3 separate regions of the Mus musculus genome follow, and regions 1 and 2 are each linked to region 3. Evidence: chromatin contacts called from public HiChIP or PLAC-seq and Micro-C data. All regions are on one chromosome and are shown on one strand. Each heading gives the region's core, a stretch centred on a gene start, on an enhancer-like site or on the middle of the called end of the contact. The rest is flanking DNA. Distances are from core to core; before and after follow the strand shown. Region 1 holds the start of Pspc1 (paraspeckle protein 1). Region 2 holds the start of Zmym2 (zinc finger, MYM-type 2). Region 3 holds the start of Rnf17 (ring finger protein 17).

Region 1 (4,664 bases), core at 279-2,778, 380 kb before region 3:
TAAACTTTTTCCTACCTGAATCCTTACAGAGTAAGTTTGTGATACTTAAGCCTGGTGTCTGGTCCATAGGAGTTCATGGTCTGTCTGTATTAATTTTATAATCTATTCCAGGAAATTCTACTCTGAAGTTAATAATCCACAACACAGTCAGGGTGGTGTGAACCTTTAAACACAGCTCTTGGGAGGCAGAGGCAGTGGGGCAAAGATAACACAGGCAGGAGGATCTCTGTGAGTTCAAGGCCAGCTTTGTCTAGGTAGAGAGTTCCAGGACTGCCTGGGCTATATAGACTAAACCAAGCAAAATCATGATTGTTTCAGAAACTTGGATTGTGAGGCTGTGGGGCTCAGCACTGGTGTGTGCAAAGCTCGAGTTCATTTCCCAGCACTGAAAAAAACCAACATTGGATTGCTTAATCAGGAAATATGATTTTTAAGAGCTTTATTATTTTTGTTAGTTTTTTTCTGGCTTCCCAAATGCTAGCTAGGATTACAGGTGTAAGCTACCATACCTGTTAAAAGGTGTTTTTAATTGCCTCGAAAATTTGTTTTATTAAGTGCTGTGTATAAATATGCTCATGCCTTTAATCCCAGCACAGGTGGGTGGATCTCTGAGTTCCAGGACAGCTAGGGCTATACAAAGAAACCCTGTCTCAAGAAAAATGAAAGGAAGCATTTTTTCTATTAATATCACTTTGCTGTGTAGCCCAGGCTGACCTTGAACTGCCTATCTTCCTCCCTGTCTACCCAGTGCCGATAACATGCAAGTTTTTCTTTTTCCATTCAATGATAGTTGCCGTAATATTTAAAAGGGCAAATACATTCCCTAAATTATTGTATTTTCACACCGTATTGTACACATATACTTTGTTCCTCATGATATGTTAATTAATATCAGATAATATTAATCTACATATATTTTGAGCAGATAGACCAGACAGCAGACCAGGCCAAGGTGGTTCCACGTGGGAGAGGTTTATTGTGTAGGGATAGGGGGGCGGCGAAGCGGGTAGAAGGGCAGAGAAAAGGAAAAAGAAAGAGGGGTGAGAGAAAGAGAAGGGTGGTGGTAATTCCTTCCCCCCCCCCATTTATACGGAAAATGACGTCACACCAGTGAGGGTGGGAACTGAGCCAAGTGGATTGTGGGATTGAGGGTCGTTGTCCTGGCAACGCAGGTCAAGGGTTATATAGTTAGGCCAGGATGGAGTGTACTGGTACTAACACTTCACTTGTAGTGTCTGACCTAGGTGTCCCAGGGCTGAGTCCGGAGGGTCGAAAGCTAAGGTCAGCCTCGGATATACATGTCCATACTCTTCCAGTTGCATAGAGCAAGAAAACAAAACAACCCCCTCCTCCAATAGTCTGCACTATCTTAGGTTGCGATGTCCCTAGGAGTGGACTCTAAGGCTCGCCACAGTTTGCGCACGCGCCATGCTAGCAAACGGTTCGCGGGTATGGGATTTGCGCAGGCGCGCCGTGGAGGGGCGGGACTCTTGCCCGCGTCTCTTCTTCCAACTGCAGTTTGAAGCAGCGCCATTTTGAGCGTTCGGCCACCGCGGGCGTGATTGCGGGGAGGCTGGGCTTCCCTCCGTTACCTGGCTTTCCTTGCTTCGTTTCCATAGATACATGTGGAGACGTGTGTACCTTGACGTCTAGGCCTCATCCAGCATCCCAAGCGAACTTGCTAAGATGATGTTAAGAGGAAACCTGAAGCAAGTACGTATTGAGAAAAACCCGGCTCGTCTTCGCGCCCTGGAGTCGGCGGCCGGAGAGAGCGAACCGGTGGCCGCGGCGGCCATGGCGCTGACGCTGGCCGGCGAGCAGGCGCCGCCACCCGCACCTTCCGAGGAGCACCCGGACGAGGAATTGGGCTTCACCATCGACATCAAGAGTTTCCTCAAGCCGGGCGAGAAGACGTACACGCAGCGCTGCCGCCTCTTCGTGGGTAACCTGCCCACAGACATCACGGAGGAGGACTTCAAGCGCCTCTTTGAGCGCTACGGAGAGCCCAGCGAGGTCTTCATCAACCGCGACCGAGGCTTCGGCTTCATCCGCCTGGTGAGTCTGCGGCGGGGCGCGAGGAAACAACAACAACAACAAAAAAAAGCTGCGGGGGCTGCGGTTTGGCGTGAGGGCGCCGCAGGGCTTCTGTCCTGCTGGTCGCCGGTCGCCCGGGGCTCACTTCGGGAGCGCGCTGCTATCGCAGGGGGCGGGGTCAAGGAGGACCAGCGGCGTCTGGGTGGACGGTCTTGCGCGACAAATTTTGTTGTCACGGAGGTGAATTGGGGATGAACTTGAGGAATTTCAGCAGCGGATTTGTTCCCTCACCAGAATGATCCACAGCTTCCTTTTGCTTTCAAGGGGATGTGTCGAGTGGTGTAGCTCTGTGGCAGAACCTGGCCCAGCATTAGCATGCTCAAGGCCCGGGGTTTCTTCTGCATCCTAGCAAGTATTCGCCTTCTGTCTCTGCATTGCGTGCTGTCTACGCTAAGCCATCCAGGTCTGCAAACTCCTGAGAGTAATTGGGGCCAAGGGTGGGTGCTACCGTGTATTTGACTTATCCTAGCATTAAAATATTATCCTATACCCTCTTAAATTTAAGTAAAGAAAAAAAATCCAATTAGGTAAAAAAAAAAAATGCCTAGTTTGTCGGCTTGAAGCACTATTCATTCATTCATTCATTCATTTATTTTTGGTTTTTCCAGACAGGGTTTCTCTATATAGCCCTGGCTGTCATGGAACTCTCACTCTGTAAACTAGGCTGGCCTCAGACTCAGATCTGCTTGTCCCAGCCGAGCTCTGACATTAAAGGCGCACCTGCGCTACCACCACCAAGCTTATGCCTGATATGTTAATTGCAAGTCGCATACTTCTTTTTTTTTTTTTTTTTTTTTTTTTGGTTTTTCAAGACAGAGTTTCTCTGTAGCCCTGGCTGTCCTGGAACTCACTTTGTAGACCAGGCTGGCCTCGAACTCAGAAATCCACCTGCCTCTGCCTCCTGGGTGCTGGGATTAAAGGGGTGCGCCACCACCGCCCGGCAGCAGTCGGTGCTCTTAACCTCTGAGCCATCTCCAGCCCAGTGGCACACACTTTTAATCCTAGCTCTGAGGAGGCAGAGGTGGGATGATCTCTTGTGAGTTCCAGGTCAGTTTGGACTGCATAGCAAGTTTCAAGACAGCCAGGACTAAATAGAGAGACTCTGTCTGAAAAGCAGGATGGGGGTATGACGGAAGATGTGTTCCTCTAAATCTGGCACCCAGAGTTTTTTTGTGTAGGAATAAAAAGACCTGTTAATTGGAAACTAGTTAACTTACAGAAATTAATCTTCTTAAGTAATTTTACAGTATAATCTGAATTCTGTGCATAGCAGGTAAATTTATAAATTCTAAGTATTGCTTAAGTCTATGTTTCAATTGGAAATACATATAATTGTATAGTATGTGTGATTATAAATATTGATATACAGTGACTTAATAAGTAGATAGTAGAATGGCTTTAAAACTGATATGAATTTTGCCTGGTTTGTATTTCTAGAGATTTCCCAACTCCCCTTTTTAAGGGAGACAGGGTGGGTGCATAGCCAGCCTTCATAGTGTTGAGATTAGAGTTGTAACCAGTACTCCTCTAGAAGCACTTTTTCTTTTAAAGGTTTATTTATTATATGTAAGTACACTGTAGCTGTCTTCAGGCACCCCAGAAAAGGGCGGAAGATCTCATTCAGGATGGTTGCTGGGATTTGAACTCAGGACCTTTGGCAGAGCAGTCAGTGCTCTTAACAGCTGAACCATCTCTCCAGCCCCTAGAAGTACTTTTAAAAAATGTATTATCTTGCCAGGTGTTAGTGGTGCACGCCCTTAGTCCTAGCACTTGGTCCTAGCAGAGGCAGACAGATTTCCATGAGCTCGTGGCCAGCCCAGTTTACAGAGTGAGTTCCAGGACAGCCAGGTCTATACAGAAACCATGTCTTGAAAAGTTGAAAAAAAATGTATTATCAACTTTAAAATATATGTGTTCATATTTTGCCTGCATGTATGTGTCCACTATGTGTAGTGAGTGGATTTTTGGTTTCTGTAAAAAATACAGAAATATCATAAGAATGTGCTTTTTAAATCCCAGGTGTGGGGTTATGGGGCTGTCTGTAGCAGCTGACTATGATTTGCCTCCTGCTCTAGGAAAGCATAGTTTTGCCAGCTGCAGATAGTTTCTAGGATTGTGTGATATTTGGAATTCTGGGATCGTCTCCGAGGGTATATAAATACTAGAACCCTGTAGGCGGGGATTGTAGGTGTTGGCTGTTCATGGAAGTTGTCTGTGGTTTGTTAGTGGTTGGAAGAAACCAAAGAAGAAAGAAATTAGGTTTAGGAATTTCTCTTTCTTCCTCTCTCTAGTCTTTCTTTCCTATCTAGTGATAGGGTGTGAACCCCGGGAGATAAAGGGTGGGGAAAAAGAAGAACTCACAAACTAGCAAAAGCTACAACCATTTGTGTGCCTGGTGCCCATGGAGGACAGAAGGAAACATTGGATTCTCTTCAGCTAGAATTATAGATTGTGGCAAGCCATTATGTAGGTGTTGGAACCAAATCCAGACCCCCTGAAAGAGCAACAAGTGCTTCTAACTGCTGGGCTATCTTTTTAGCCCCTAGAAATACTTTTTTCCTTTACTTATG
Region 2 (4,938 bases), core at 514-3,013, 480 kb before region 3:
AGAACATGAAAGATCTAGAAACACGTCCACCTTCATGGTCAAATTCTGTCACTCAGACCAGGCATAAAAAGTTAAGCAGCTCTCCATAGTTGTCCATTACCAGAGGTCCATTAACCATGATGACAAGAAAAATGTCAAAAATGGTTGCATGCACTTCAAACCAAATAACATTAATTCCCACTCTGTAACTCTAGAGGGCACCAGAAATATGCCCTCCTTCCCAACACCCCTCCTCCCCACCGGTAACGTGAGCAGCTGCAGAAGCCCGTCGTCTGGTTGCTGAGGTTGGTATTGCAGCAGCAGAAGCGATGTCTGCAGCGGTGCAAACAGCAGCGCCCACTCCCAGCTGCCTCACCAGGCATCACTGGAGTTTCTCCCCGACAGCAGCTGCCACCCAAGAGAAGGCTCCTCCCCTTAAGAACAACCAGGAGGGCCAAATCCTATAGCTGAACCCCTATAATCCAACCACGTCCTCTGTTAATAAGCAAATTAGAAGAAAAGGACTCACAATGGTGTTTTCCTCACTTTCTGCCAAAGATGCACCAGATAGGGTTGAACGAAATTTCTGGTCCTGGGATAAAAGAGAAAAAAAAAAAGGGGGGGGGGAGAGAAATGGATGAACACCCAATCTGGTAGGAGCACCAAGCCGATTTCACCAGGAGGAGGCAGAGAAGGGACTAAGGGGTCAAGGAGGTTTGGCCCTTCTATTATTACCCCAAAGCCCACGCAAAACAGCCTACTACTTACTACCCAAGTGGAGTGAAATATTTTATTTGGAGCCAAAGCCCATGTGTAAGCCTCAATCTGCAGGGAAAGGGACCTGAGGGCACCAAGCCTGCTATGGGGTAGGGAGGGGGAAGGGCAAACATTGCCCCGACGCCAGCAAGGGACTTGCACTCCCTCGCAAGTATTACCACCACGGTTATTCCAGTCAAACTCAGCACCAATTTACAGGTAAAAACCAGTTTATGTCAACGATGGGCTGATATTGCCCATATTTGCCCCAAGCAGTTGCCCTGGGCCCGAGGTTTGCCCCCCCTGCAGTCCGAGACCGGCAGCGCTGCCTCCCCGTCCGCCATTAGAGACCCAGCCAAACAATACGTGAGGAGCAAGAGCCGCGCAGCACAGCGCCGGGGAGGAGACCAGCGACGAAGAGGACGCCGCAAGACTCAAAAGGCACCCCTTGCCATCGAAAACTTGGGGTCTCGGTTGGACAGACAGGGTGGGAGTGCAGCCCCCAGGCGGGAGGGCCAAAGGGCCCCTCCCCGGCCCGCCCGGCCGCCCGCAGCACAGAAAGGAAAACACCCCACGACCTCCGGCCGCTGCCGCCCGCACCTCGAGGCCCCCGCGCCCCCCGCCCCCGGCGACCGCCTCACCCAGCCAGCCCTGCCGCGCCCGCGCTCCCTCACCCCTCGGGCCGCACGCGAAGCCGCCCTGGACATCAGCGCGGCCCCCAGCGCACCCTCAGGCCCCGACGCAGCAGCCGCGACACCGGCCGCCGCGGGCTGTTAAGCCCGGCTCGGTGGGAGGCTCCCGACGCTGCCCTCACCCATCTCCGCCTCCCCAGTCGCCCCCGCCTCCGCCTCCTCCTCCCGAGGCTGCGCTGCTCCCAGCCACCCCCACTCTCCGCGGCCCTCGACAGGAAAGACGGCGGGGAGAAGCCTCACCGGGTTCTGGCTGCAGCTCCGCGGAACGAACCTCCCCTCCCCCGGCCCACCCCCCTTCGGCGACACGCACAACTCCGCTCGGTCCAGTCCCGGCTTTAGCGCTGGTGAGGAGGAGGCAGAGGAGGCGGTGGCACGGCGGGGCCCGGAGAGGCCCCGCCCTCCGCACGCTCATTGGCTGATGGCGTGGGCGGCACGGAATGCCTCGGGCAGGCTCCATTGGCCCAGTCGGCCTTCTTTCAGGACCCTCCTCGGTGAGGTAGTCACGGCGGCTGTCCGTCAGACCTGGGCCACGCCCTCGGGCCTACCGGCCCCCCCCCCCCCGCGGGCTGGGCCGGCCCTCCCTCCCTCCCTCTTTCCCTCCCTCCCTCCCTCCGTGCCCCCGCCCCGCCCCCACTCGCGGGGTCCGCCCGGGTCAGGAGCCCGAGTGGCGCTGCCCGCAGTTCGGCTCGCGCTTCGGCCCTGGGGGCGGGCGGTCTTCGTCGAGGCTTCCCGTGGGCCCGGGATCGGGACACTGGGTCTCGGCCTCCAGACGGTCGCCGCGGCCCTTTGCGACTCTGCTCGAGGAGAAACGCGGCCTCGATGTCCCGGTGTCCTCCCTGTCCAGGCCCCCAAGACCCGGGCGACTGGCGAGCCCGGCAGTGCCTGCGGCGGACCGAGGGGGCGAGCCCGGCTGCGGCCGCAAGGGGACTGGTGCGCTGGCGGCCGTGCAGGCGCTTCCACCTTGCCTGGCCCGTGGGAAGGGTGTCCCACCTCCGCCATGGCTGCGGCGGGAGGAGACGTCGGCCTCCATTTTGTGGGATCTGTTGGGAGAACTTGGGGCCCATCAGAACCGAACCCGTGGGGACGAGAAACTTGGCCCGGAACGAGTCCGATCGCGCTCTACCATAGGCCTTGTCCTCGGCCGCCAAGAGTTTGCGCGCCGAGATTGCGGCGGGGCCACACGACAGTGGTGACCCCAGACTGCCGCCGGGCAAGATGGAGCCCCGGGCTCCCTTAGCGGGCTCGCGCCCCTGGGACCTGGGCTGTCTGGCCTCGGCCGTCGGTGCCTGGCCGAGCACGCGCTCTCCGGCCTGCCCAGCGCCTGTCCTCCACGTTGGCGGGGCCTCGGGCCATCGCGTGCCCTTCGCTTCAGTCCTGGCTCCGTGGGCAGTGACCCTCTCATAGGAGTCCCACCGGGCGCATTCGGAGCGGAGCCGCTGGAGGGCGGCACGAGGGTCTTTTGTTCCTCGTCTACACCCACGTCTTTGGCAGAAGACTTGGTGCTGGATTTCCAGGACTCCCTGTAACCTAAGAAATGCACCTCGCCCTGGTGGTTGTTAGCGGGATTACAACTGATGTTGGTTACTTCCTCAACCAAATGGATGGATTCAATTAGATCTCTGAATTTCCGAATTGACAATACCGCCTATTAATGAGTCATATGGCGTTACATTGTAAAGCTCTCCAAGATGATAATGAACATGAAATTTTTAATGAAGTGAATTATTGATTAAGGTCTCAGGCTAATATGTAGACTGCAGTGGATACCATTTACAAAGGACAACCTGGTAGAAACAATCATTTTCAATTTTAAAAAAAAGTGCTTTCACCCTCATTTAAATTCCATACATACATTGCTCTTCTTTACCATTTGAAGACAAAAAAACTACAATAGGGCTGGTGAGATGGCTCAGTGGGTAAGAGCACCTGACTGCTCTTCCGAAGGTCCGGAGTTCAAATCCCAGCAACCACATGGTGGCTCACAACCATCTGTAACAAGATCTGATGCCCTCTTCTGGAGTGTCTGAAGACAGCTACAGTGTACTTACATATAATAAATAAATAAATCTTTAAAAAAAAAAAACTACAATACATATGAATCAGCTTTTCAAAAAGTATTTTTCAGAAAACTTTTGTAAAAAAATTATTTTTTTCAATACACTAAAACATTCTTAAATTTCATATTTCACAATACCATTTGACTTTGACATGTTTGATGTCACTATCACAACAGGAACATCTTAATAAAATTCGCTGACAACACGGAAGTATTATATGAGAATATGACATCTAGGGCCATAGTCTCTTTTAACTTTTTTTTCCATACACTATATTCTCATCACGTTTTCCCCTCCCCCAGTTTCTCGAACCCTCCTCCTCCTCACCTTCCTACCCCGGCTTCTTGTTCCTTCAAAAGATGAAAAAAGTCAAATAGGAAATTCGTAAGACCAAGGGGAAAAAAGAAGCCAAAATGTGCCAGGCATTGGTGGCACACCCCTTTGATCTCAACACTTGGGAGCAGATACAGACAGATCTCTAAGTTCAAGGCCAGCCTGTTCTACAGAACGAGTGAGTTCCCGGACACAGAGAAACCTTATCTTGAAAAATCAAATAATACCAAAACGGAAAAAAAAAAAAAAGTCCACAAAGCAAAGCATGGAGTTGGTTTGTGTTGGCCAATACTCCTGGGCACCTGGCCTACCCTAAAGTGTGGTTGATAAACTCTATGACACGCCATTGGAAAAAACTTGAGTTTCTGTTTGCCAACAGATACTAGTTGCAGGTAGCTTCTTGATTAGGAGTGGAACCCCAAGTCCACTTCCCCCTTACAGTGCTGAGATTTGAACCCCAGCAGGTCCTATGAGTTCTGTGTCGGCCTCTCTAAAAGGTCAGTCCTGGTGTTCCTGTGGAGTCATTCCCACCTCTGGCTCTTAAAGTCTGTCCTCCTACTGAATACTTCCCTGAACCTTGATGGACGGATCTAATGAAGATATTAGGGTCCCATCTTAAATCAACTCGCTGAATTTATTGTTAGAAGTGGTTTTAGGTGGTAAGCATTGATTGGTTTGCCACAAGCTCTTTACATAGGAACAGCTTTATACTGCTAACAATTTCCTGATGTTATTGCTATCTTATACTTCGTAATTCTCTGGTGACCTGAGTTCAATCTCTGGAACCCACATGGTTCCACAAGTGTGCATCACCTTTCCTGGAAATTGTTCAAGTGCTTATTTGATTAGTTAAAACAGATTCTTACACTCTAGGATGGCCTAGAACTCAAATATGTAGCTAAGAGGGGGCCTTGACTTCTTGGTCCTTCCACCCCTACCTCCCAAAACCTGGGATAAGCATGTGCCACCAAGCACTGCTCAAATGAATCATATACTCCAGGCTGGCCTGGAATGTACACTGTAGCTGAGGATGGTGTCTTAGTTAGGGTTTTACTGCTATGAACAGATACCATGACCAAGGCAACTCTTATAAGGACAATATTTAATTGGGGCTGGTTTAC
Region 3 (4,854 bases), core at 2,056-4,555:
TTATTTAATGTTATGTCCTGTGTACATGTGTGCACGTTTCTGAGTGAGGATATACATACACCATTGCATGAGTGTGGTAGTCAGAGGAGAAACTCTCATCTGGCTTTTATGTGGATTTTGGGGATCCAAGCTCAGGTTTTCAGGTTTTCACTCCAAGTGCTTCTACCTGAACACGCATCTTCCTGGCCCATGGAAACTTTTATCTTCTGTTAATGCTTCTTTAGTCAGAGATTAAACATCTATATTAAAAGTTTCTAGTTTCTACATTTTGTCTAACATTTTAACCTATAACATGTGGGTGTATTCAAAAATAAAGATTAGAAAACTTACCTCACAGTCAGTGCATTTACTTGTGGTATATTCTTGAGGTGCTAACAGGCACAGTTCACAAAAGGCATGTCCACATGGAAACTTGTGGTGGTCACCTATTGATGAAATTTCACCAATTAAAAAAGTCTACAATTTGTAGAATTAGGGAATAGGTACCCATCAAAGGGCAAATTAAAAAGGTATTCTTATACACACACACATATATGTATATATATATGATCCCTAGTTCAGTTAGATTGGCTGATTTATTTAACATTTAGGAGGTCAAAAGGAGGGAGAAAAATCAGGAAGCAAAATCATGCAGAGCTATATAATGTTTGCATGAATCCAGACAGTTTTGAACCTATACAACTGTAAATCTGCCCTATTTTACAATGATACAAAGTGCTCTGACATATTTCATTTGACCTTTGTAAATATGTCTAATTGGCTGCAAATATTGTGTCTAATCTACAAGTAGGAAAATATGCTGGTAATTTGACTATTTAAAATGTTTAATCCAGACTCCAACTTTCTGTTTCCAAATATCATCTCCATTCTGTTTGACAATACTACCCTGTATTTTCTATCTTATGAGAGGGTTAGGCTGAAATGAAACACTGGTAAGAATTTTCTCAGAGTAATCTAAGATGTTAGCAAGGATGGAAAACAGGGTAGAAACCACATGTTATGACCTACATTCAGATTATTTTTGCAAACCTAGCATTTGTGAAGAGTACCATAACCTTGGGTGAAAATATAGTATCAAGATTTGAATGTGACCCAGCAAGATGGCTCACTGGGTAAGAGTGTTTGCTGCTAAGCCTGGTGACCTGACTTTTATTCCCAGAACCTACAAAACACAAGAATAATATTGACTCCTGCAAGTTTTCTTATGGCTTTCAAATGCATATATGTATGTATCAACATACATACATACACACACACACATGCACAAAATATATTAAATATTTTTAAAAATATTTAAATGTACTAGGTAGACTTTGAAGCTTAATAAACTTTTAAAAATTATATAAATTTAAAATAGAATGCTATCTTATTATTTTGTTAGTGTGTGTGTGAATATTCACATGTGTGTACATGTAGAGGCTACAGGAACAACCTTGAGTTCTGATCCTCAGAAGTAGTCCACTTTGTTTTTTGAGGGTCATCCACTGGCCTGGAACATGTCAAATAGGCTAGGATGGCTGGCAAGTAAACCCAAGAGAGTTATCAGTTTCTGCCTCCTCATAAGGTTACAAACAGGTGGCAGCTTTTTCCTCAGGCACCAGGCACACATGGGGTACACAGATATACATGCAGGCAAAACACTCTTATACACCAAAACAAAGTTGTTGTTGTTGTTTTTTTAAAAGAAAACTAAAGTTAGTAATGTTTTGCTAGAACACATCTATAGGATTCTTGCTAAATTATAATAATTTCATTAATTTAACTTTTTAGAAGAATATTTTAATTTTTTGGCAAGCTGAAATTTGATACAAATTTGGTTAAATTTCAGGGCTAATATTACTAAGTCAATAAAAAAAATTTCAACTGTTTTAATAAAATTTCTGATATTGTACAAGCTGACCTGTAGCACACTTTAGCTTACAAAGCATGAACTCAATCTTATAATATAAATGCACAGACAAGCCACTGACTTTGTAAGATTATGTTCAAGAACCTTATTTTTTTTTTAAATAATTTTCATTTTAAAATGGGCATTTTCTACCTAACAGAAACAGTGATCTAAACTCCAAATAAGGCCAGGCCTAAAGGTACAAGGCTGCAATTCCAACTACTTAGGAGGTTGGACCAAGGACAGCTAGTTTGCCTACCATGTACAAGGATTTAGATTTACTACCTAGCACTGCAAAACAAATACCTCCAGAGAGATTGAAAATACAACTAGTTTTCTCTGTGGAAGGGTCTGTCTCCCAAATGGTGTCCATCTTCAAAGAGCCCACTGACCTCCCCTTTAAAGTATAAACATTAAACAGGTAAAAGAGTAAGACTTTTTAGTCATTTCAGTAGTTTTGATTCAATAACGAATACCTATTAAAATTATCTAAAGTACTCAAGTTACATTAAAATAACCTGAACTTAAAAATTCATTTTGTAGCCGGGCAGTGGTGGCACATGCCTTTAATCCCAGCATTTGGGAAGCAGAGGCAGGCAGGCAGGTAGATCTCCGAGTTCGATGCCAGCCTGGTCTACAGAATAAGTTCCAGTACAGCCAAGGCTACATAGAGCAACCCTGTCTCGAAAAACCAAACCAAATAAACAAAAGGAAAGAAAATTCATTTTGAAGATTGTAAATGACCTCCATAAGGGCACAGTGAACAAAGGCAAATACAATATCCTAAGATTCACAAAAGGAACTATAGTTTCTCCAGCAACGCTTTAAGTTAAATTGGGCCTTTTTTATTTTATTTTTTTCCATCTAAGAGCTTTTCAGTTTACTTATTATTCCTACAAGAAAAACTGAAAAACTACCCAGGAAAATCAAGTTTTATTTCTTCTTGATCACTAGATCATGAAACATTCCTTTCTTTCCTTCCTTCCTTCTTTTTTTTTTTAACCGAAGGAGGAATAAATTCAAATGTTGTGGTGGAGGAGGGTGACTCCAGATAATTAGTACCCTACTTCCTCACCCGCTGTTTCTTGAGCCTATCAACTTAGGGAAGTATGGGAAACGCGCTCCAGAGACTTGGCAGAGCTAACCGCCCGCCTCACATCTCTGTCTCCATCTTCCTGGGTGTGTGGAGAGAACCCTGGAGGGCCGGCCCAACCGCGCACAAGCCCGAAGCCAAGGCCGGGGTCACACACCCTCCCACGGGGCCACCCAGCCAGTCCCAGGCTCCTCACCGGAGGCAACGGACACCTTCCTTCCACACCGAGTGCACTGACACCCCGAAGCACCCTGCGCTCCACTCTTACTCTCCACTAGGTGACAGGAAGCCAGCCCGGTCGACGAAGCCTCTGCCGCCATTGCTCCTCTCAGCGCTGAGGGGCAGCAGCACGTGCAAGTCCCAGCAGCCCTCGCGTCAAGAACCAATCACAGGACTCCGGCGACCATAGGTAGCCAATCAGGAGGCAGAAAGACTAGGCCCCGCCTCACTCCCCACCCCCCAACCCCAGGTTGCTCTGGCTGCATTGCGGTGCTGGGCTTTTATCCTGGAGGCCTGTGTTCTCAGAAGAGGCCGCGAGTTTACTTTTTTTTTTTTTTTTTTTTTTTTTTTTTTGGTTTTTTTCGAGACAGGGTTTCTCTGTATAGCCCTGGCTATCCTGGAACTCACTTTGTAGACCAGTCTGGCCTCTAACTCAGAAATCCACCTGCCTCTGCCTCACAAGTGCTGGGGATTAACACGCCCGGGTGCGAGTTTACTTTTTACTTTTGAAGTCTTACCCAGGAGCCACCACTTTACACTTTTCATCAACTCGAATTTGCATTTTGTGTATTACGACTTACATCACTGGGCCAGGGGGACCTCAAGTACCAGGCCTTTAGAACCAAGGAGGCCCCGTCTCCATCTGCTTTGGGTCAGGGCGGCAATCTGTCATTACTTGATATCAACTGTTGCAGAGAAGTCAATTAGCTACCCTTGTGAGAGATCCAATTAATTCCAAACAAAGGGATGCTCGTTACTAATAGCTCCTGAGCCTCATCTACAAGTCACTATCCTGGGAGACATCGAGGATGCAAAGAATTTGCAAACTAATAGATTTCTGTTTGAGAGACATGTAGCTAGAATTTTGTGAAGACACGGAGTCGATATGGTTTACAGTGAGTGGTATGAAAAGTCTCCCTAGACATTGCAAGATTTTCCCTAGACCCTAAAACCCCACTGGTACTATAGGAATGAACAGAGAGTAATAATCCCGGGGGGAAAGAACTCAAGGAGAAACTTTTAGCAGGGAGATACAGCGGCTGCTAAGGAATTAATTTATAAATCATTCAGAGAGCATACTAGTTTCCTTCGTATGGGATTTTGGTGGGAGAGAGTGGAGGCTGAAGAATTTTAAAGCGTTCTGAATATTACACTTTGCCCTTTGATCAGGAAAGCATGGGAATGGCTTTGTGAACAAAGAATGAAAGAATCCAGTAGCTGAGTGATGGGAGTATTTCAGAAGAAGCGACTGAAGGTGGCAGGTCCAACTCAGCAGTTAAGAATAAAGCCCATCGGGGCTGGTGAGATGGCTCAGTGGGTAAGAGCACCCGACTGCTCTTCCGAAGGTCCGAAGTTCAAATCCCAGCAACCACATGGTGGCTCACAACCACCCGTAATGAGATCTGATGCCCTCTTCTGGTGCATCTGAAGACAGCTACAGTGTACTTACATATAATAAATAAATAAATAAATAAATAAATCTTTAAAAAAAAAAAAAAAAAAGAATAAAGCCCATCCATATTGTTTCTCTTTCCTGCTCTGTATTGTATATGTGATTGTATGTGGTTGTTTTTTTTTAATTGTGCTCAGAGGCACACACCTCCTAGAACAGAAATTGACATTTTTATAGGGTTTGTTTGTTTTTGTTTGTAAA

The links. Hi-C and Micro-C count contacts between places; a contact is called where the count stands out from the background. HiChIP or PLAC-seq counts read pairs in DNA pulled down with a chosen protein or histone mark.
Region 1: a contact with region 3 is called in an H3K4me3 HiChIP or PLAC-seq map of embryonic stem cells, with 4 times the contacts expected there. The contact joins the promoter of Pspc1 here to the promoter of Rnf17 in region 3. A contact is called at or near these places in 3 of 39 promoter capture datasets (embryonic stem cells and maxillary cranial neural crest), 1 of 484 Hi-C or Micro-C datasets (epidermal suprabasal cells) and 3 of 115 datasets of contacts at active chromatin or transcription factors (T-cell acute lymphoblastic leukemia and embryonic stem cells).
Region 2: a contact with region 3 is called in a Micro-C map of embryonic stem cells, with 3 times the contacts expected there. The contact joins the promoter of Zmym2 here to the promoter of Rnf17 in region 3. A contact is called at or near these places in 1 of 39 promoter capture datasets (hippocampal neurons), 1 of 484 Hi-C or Micro-C datasets (embryonic stem cells) and 1 of 115 datasets of contacts at active chromatin or transcription factors (epiblast stem cells).

The regions. Positions count from the first base shown.
Region 1 is chr14:56,775,182-56,779,845 of GRCm38.p6, reverse strand. It overlaps Pspc1 (paraspeckle protein 1), which reads left to right and starts at 1,528. Exons shown (of 9, transcript NM_025682.4): 1 at 1,528-2,055. The coding sequence starts at 1,687.
Region 2 is chr14:56,883,428-56,888,365 of GRCm38.p6, reverse strand. Zmym2 (zinc finger, MYM-type 2) reads right to left here and starts at 1,763. Exons shown (of 25, transcript NM_029498.4): 1 at 1,668-1,763; 2 at 509-571.
Region 3 is chr14:56,401,148-56,406,001 of GRCm38.p6, reverse strand. It overlaps Rnf17 (ring finger protein 17), which reads right to left and starts at 3,305. Exons shown (of 37, transcript NM_001033043.1): 1 at 3,178-3,305; 2 at 331-425. The coding sequence starts at 3,301.